Linked DNA regions of Hordeum vulgare: region 1 is linked to region 2. Evidence: chromatin contacts called from public Hi-C data. All regions are on one chromosome and are shown on one strand. The core of a region is the stretch at or near the end of the contact, and the rest is flanking DNA. Distances in the headings are between cores, read along the strand shown.

Region 1 (3,037 bases), core at 112-2,611, 510 kb before region 2:
CTGATCCAACTCCTTGTGCCATGGACCAAAATCTAGACCCTGTTGTGCTTTGCTGCCACTTAATAGACCATTCAACCCCTGTAAAGCAAGCTTAACATCTGCACAAATGGAGACATGTGGCTGCTTGTTCTTGCCAATCTCAGCTGGATCAATGTCAATGTGCACAATCTTGGACCTGCTTGCAAAAGCCTCAATTTTCCCAGTCACGCGATCATCAAACCGCACACCAAATGCAAGCAACAGGTCAGCCTTATCTACTGCATAATTTGCATACACGGTACCATGCATCCCAAGCATGCGCAGAGACAGTGGGTCGTCACTGGGGAAGTTGCCAAGGCCCATCAGAGTAGTTGTAACTGGAATCCCAGTGAGCTCAACAAAGCGGCGCAACTCCTCGCCAGATGCAGCGCAGCCGCCACCAACATACAGAATCGGGCGCCGTGCCTCACCAACCAGACGCAGGACCTGCTCAAGCGATTCAGTAGATGGTGGCTTGGGCAGGCGGGCGATGTACCCTGGCAAACTCATCGGCGTGTCCCAAACAGGCACGGCCATCTGCTGCTGGATGTCCTTGGGGATATCAACCAGCACAGGCCCCGGGCGGCCAGAGGATGCGAGGAAGAAGGCTTCCTGGATGACGCGGGGGATGTCCTCCACGTCAAGGACCAGGTAGTTGTGCTTGGTGATGGAGCGTGTGACCTCCACTATGGGCGTCTCCTGGAACGCGTCCGTGCCGATCATGCGGCGTGGGACCTGGCCCGTGATGGCGACCATGGGGATGGAGTCGAGGAGAGCGTCGGCGAGCGCGGAGACGAGGTTGGTGGCCCCGGGGCCGGAGGTGGCGACGCAGACGCCGACGCGGCCGGACGCGCGTGCGTACCCGGACGCCGCGAACGCCTCCCCCTGCTCGTGGCGGAAGAGGTGGTTGGTGATGACGGGCGAGCGCGTGAGCGCCTGGTGGATCTCCATGGACGCGCCGCCGGGGTAGGCGAAGACGTCGACGATGCCGCAGCGCTCCAGCGCCTCGACGAGGATGTCGGCGCCCTTGCGGGGCTCGGAGGGCCCCCACGGCCGGAGAGCGGTGGGGGGAGGCGCGGCCGTGGTGGCGGCGGGGGACGCGGCGCAGCATCTGACGACGCGGGCGGGGAGCGCGCGGCGCGAGGCGGGCTGGTGGCGCGGGAGAGGATGGAGGGCGGGCTTGGGTAAGGCCGCGGCGGCGGCGCCCGAGAATGCGACGGCGGCGGAGGTGGCTGCGGCCATGGCGGCGGCGAGGGTTTGGGCGAGGGGGAGATTTCTGTGAGGCGGAGAGAGGGTTGGAATTGGGGAGGGGTGATGTTTTTGTCTTTCGTGTTGTCTGTCACGCGGCGCGTGAGTGTGTGGTTCAGATGTGTTAATATTTCTTTTTTTTTTTGTGTGTGTGGCGTGGACGGCACTGGTTTAGTGGTTTGTCTGGGCCAGCTTTTTGATGCGAAAAGGCTGAACCTCTCAAACAAGCAATTAGTTTGGACCCGTTGCGACATCACCAGAGATCTCATATCTATCGCTCATTGCGAGAGATTGTCGACCAAACGCATAGGACAGGTTCGTGGGCCGTGGCCACCCAATACGCGCAGAGAGCTCCGATTATTCTTGGCTGTGTTTTTTTCTCTTAAATGACCTGTAACTTTATTCAAACTTGACAAGCATACAGATACACTTTTCAGACCATTCCATTGATTGAAGAAATTACAAAGCAACTCTTATCAGTAAGAACTTTAAAAAAATCTCAGAAATATTTTCTCCGTGGTATTAAAATATTTGCAACAATAAATCAGTACTCCTAGTGAGGAGTTGGTAGCCTCGCCTCACCTCCCATCAACCCAGTGGCGGATCCACCATTGCGGCGAGCTGGGGAGGCCGTCCCGGCCGCCTGCGATAGAGCAAGGTACCTTCCGTGCCTACTAACTTTCGACGCATCGCAATGAAGCTCCATCGTCATACACCGCCCCGGCAAACCTCAATTTTTTGGTCCATAACTACATCAACCCCATACTACGCCCGCGAGCGTCTTACATGTGATCTTTCGCTCAAGTGCAACTAATTTTGACTGGTCCATTTAACATGTGCATTAACTCAATCAAGTAGGCACTTTTCCAAAACAACATCATGCATTAGCTCATCTAAACCAAATCTTATGAAAATTTTAACTAAATTCAAACTTTCATTGCCTTCCATTACTCATATCCAAATCAAATCAAATCTTACCAGAATATCAACTGCAATCAAAGTTAACTGGCCTATTTGATAAGTGTGTGGTTTTTTTAGTTTTAGTTTTTGGTTTCCTTTTTTTATCTCAATTTTCTATGACCAACCTATTATTTTGTACTTGGCATACTATCAAAATCGACAAAGACCTATACCTCATCGTGACTTGGTAATGTTCTCTCCGTTCCGGTTAAACAAAATGTGAATCGATTTAAAAATCAAGCAATTAATGTAATTGATTAGGTAGATAGTTAATTACATATTTATTAATTGGGTCTAGTTAAATAGGGATTTTGTACTCCAAATCAATTTGACAATTGATTCACTAACAGGGAGGCTATTAATTAGGTCTGCATATAATTAGAAGTAGCCATTTTTTAGTTAGGAAGGCAATTAATTAATTAGACGTAAAATTAATCACACTAAATCAATCACGTAACCATTCCTAGGAAACTAATCTGAAAATCTAGTGTCACATTGATCTCAAAATCAAGTCATTAATACAGCCAATAGCGAGACGGTTAATAACATGTGCAATTAATTAGATCCATTCACGCTGAATCAATTTAAAAACTAAATAAATTGTGGAACTATGCAACTAATTAATTAGACAGACAATCAATTAAGCATGCAGATGATTAGAAATATGGATTCTTTTTTCAATAAGTTAGATAACTAATTAATTAAATAAACAATTAATCACATGAAATCAGTTTGAAAACGTTCGTAGACAAGGATGGCCATCATGCTCTTGCTAACGTTGGGGACTACCAGCAAGCTCTGATTGCCTGTT
Region 2 (2,942 bases), core at 421-2,920:
TCGGCGCCCACAGTAGCCTCCATTCCTCCCACGAATCCCGGTCCAGACGTACGCGCGCGAACAGCAGCAGCCGCGGAATCGAACAAACAGTGGGAAGAGAACAAGAACAAAATGCCATCCATGCACGTCCGGTTCTGCTTCTGCGCGCGCCTAGCCTAGGCCGGTCGTCCTTCGTGCGTTCCATCTCAGGATTCTTCTTGGCGATCGCAACTTGTCTCTGGCATATCGACTCCCCCCACGTCCGCTCATGCACAGGCCATGCGCGTCCATTCACGCACACGCTGTTTGGTTGGAGAGATGACACCATGGACGGGACAGGGTCCTAACGATTCTCCTCTCTACTCTCTAGGCTTACCAGAAGGTCGTGAGTAGCCCTCAAGCACCGCCCGTCATTTTGGCACCTCCCTGCCTTGATATTCTTGCTATCCCTTTGACGCTATGGGGCCTATACGGTGGACAGGCATGCATGGATGGACGAGTGTGAGGCCAGCCGTGACAAACAAATCCCGTGCCACCAGGGATATGCCAATTTGGTGGCTTGCACCTGTAAGGTTCTTCTCGTCGCAATGAAATCTCCGGGTCATTAGCTAGCTAGCGATCACTTCCCTGTGCCCAAGGGCATAAAATAATAACTACTACTGATAAGTGAGCCCTGAAGACGGCAACGTACGCGCGTCAGTTACGTTTTCGAGTTTGACGCGAGGGGGACAAAAACTCGCACGATTTGGCCCGTAATCCCGGCTGTTTTCAGCTCATTCGAATGAATATTTATAGACAAAGTCATCTGTTTTTATGCCAGAGAAAATCAGAGTTTTGGATGTAGTTTTGGACGTCGTAGCTAGCAAAGATAAGCACTCGAGGAGCTGCATCGCTGCACGTACGGCATACCATGGGTAGCCGCGGCTTAGCTAGTGAGGACCATAACGGCATAACCACAAGGGCACCTCTCACTTTCAGGATGCGCCACGAGAGGCAAGTAATTAGGCCACGACTGGACGAGAGGACCACGGCGAATCGCCATTGAACTCCAAAAGGCAAAAGGCCGAGCTTGGCTTGGCCGCCCCTCTTATCTCCCCGAGTCCCCACGAGGGCCACGACCGCATATATCTCAGTCTCAATCTTGGGCCCCGTCCCCCTCGCCGGAGCTGCAACTGGCGCGCGACGCATGCATATCACCTACGCGATCGATCCGTGTATCCGAGCACGAACTACTCGCCCAACACGCACCGTCGCGGGGGCGGCCGGTGCGTGGTGCCCCCGGGAGCCGAGCATTAAGACGGGCCGGCAATAGAAGTTTGTTAGGCACGACAGCAAGGGCGGCACGTGGGCTTCGCCGTTGAGCGTTGCGGCATGAAATAATACACTCCACACCGGCCACCTGCTTCCCGTAACAGGCTGAGTTTTCGGTGAACAGCTCGTTGGTTGTAAGAACTAAGAAACCCTGTCACAGACACCTTAGAAACCAACTGCACAGGCGAGATGTGTGTATAGTCGAGCATCGATCTGTGGAAGGAGGAGACCTCCGCGGCCGGCCGTGGCGTCGCTGGCACGGCGATTCACGCGTGTCTCCGGGGATCTACGTACGAGAGCGACGGGTGAGGATGTAGATGGCCTCCCGCCGCGCCCTACCGCGCTGTCCGTTCAGTTTCCTGTCACGCTATCGCCTCTTGCTGTTTGCCTCCCCCCCTATAGCTGCTCTGACGTACCCCCTTTAGTACAACCTAAACCTGCACCGTTGCTCCTGAATTCACCGCCTCTAGCTCTAGGTAGGTGAGCGGGCGCCGTCAGTGCCGGCCCATCACGACGAGGCCCTAATTAATCTTGGTTAGTTTCACCGAGTCGGCATGCATCATCACAACACAAGGGACGTCGTACAGCGCTATTCTTCACTGGTCACAGACCCCAGATTCACCAAACAGTCATTGAGCCTAGTGCTACTGCTGCATGATCTACCACTGGTTGCTTAAGCAGTACTGCTCGATCTCGATCGATCTAGCACCGGCGATGGACGGGTTCGCGTCGACAAGCACCCAGTGTATGTGGCCGTTTGACCTAACAAATTAACCACCAGTACAGCGACAGGCTCCTGTCTGGACCTGCTCCGGTCATCTTTCTTCTTAGATAAGAATCATTGTACCGGCTGATTGCCCCGTCGGTGTAAAATTAGCTCTGGATAATCCAGTTCCACTTGTTTGGCGTTCAGCCTGGTCGATGGGTGCCAATTCTGTGAGACGTCAGAGTTGGATCGCATTAGCAGCCAAGTACGTACGCCCTGATTCATGCTCCTCACACTGGCCGGACAACGACCAAAGTTGCTACATGTTGATGACCACAGCATGCACCCATCCAACGCCAATTGTTTGCGTGAGACCATCAACATTCAAACGCCTCAAACCCGTCTCATATGCCTCGCCAAATGACTTGATCACTCACTTACCGGTCATGAAAATACGACCCAACAATTGCTTTAACCTGGCCTCAAACGTTAGTCCCAGTGACACCCCTCATATCTGACCCCGATATGGGATGGATATCGGGAAGGATTGGGGTGCCCGGGTTCATCCGTCACGTCGGATCCGGTCCACGCCACCCAACCACACATATATTCATCTTGATTCCCTCACCACACAAAACCCTAGTGAGTCCACTCCACCACCGTACCAAACTCCCATCCGGCGATCTCCGGCTTTTGCTAGCATGACGGACAGAGGCTCAGAGTCATGCACCTCCCTATCCATTGATCATAAGCTCATCTCACGCGGCCCCTAGAAGGAGATGACCGTACGACTTATGCTTAGCCGCTCCCGGGAGGAGGCCGCCCGATGCAGCCCTTCGACTCCTTTCGTCGAAAAATCAATTGTGTCCGCACGATCGACGGATAGATCCACGGACCGAAGGCGATGTAGTTCGTGTGGCGTTCGAACGCGGTGGCAGGCATGCAA

Evidence for each region. A called contact is a pair of places that touch in the nucleus more often than the background predicts.
Region 1: a Hi-C map of leaf shows a contact between it and region 2, with 2.6 times the contacts expected there. The contact joins the promoter of LOC123401036 here to the enhancer-like site in region 2. A contact is called at or near these places in 2 of 6 Hi-C or Micro-C datasets (leaf and seedling).

Annotation. Positions count from the first base shown.
Region 1 is chr6H:486,699,227-486,702,263 of MorexV3_pseudomolecules_assembly, reverse strand. LOC123401036 (acetolactate synthase 1, chloroplastic) reads right to left here and starts at 1,361. Exons shown (of 1, transcript XM_045094753.1): 1 at 1-1,361. The coding sequence starts at 1,260.
Region 2 is chr6H:486,185,484-486,188,425 of MorexV3_pseudomolecules_assembly, reverse strand. No RefSeq gene overlaps it. Among protein-coding and RNA genes, the nearest start is that of LOC123402563, 93 kb to the left of the region's middle. Within about 2 kb of position 1,670, at least 3 of the 3 cell types and tissues checked have open chromatin away from gene starts, as enhancers often do. A contact at or near this core is called in leaf and seedling, where this site is marked.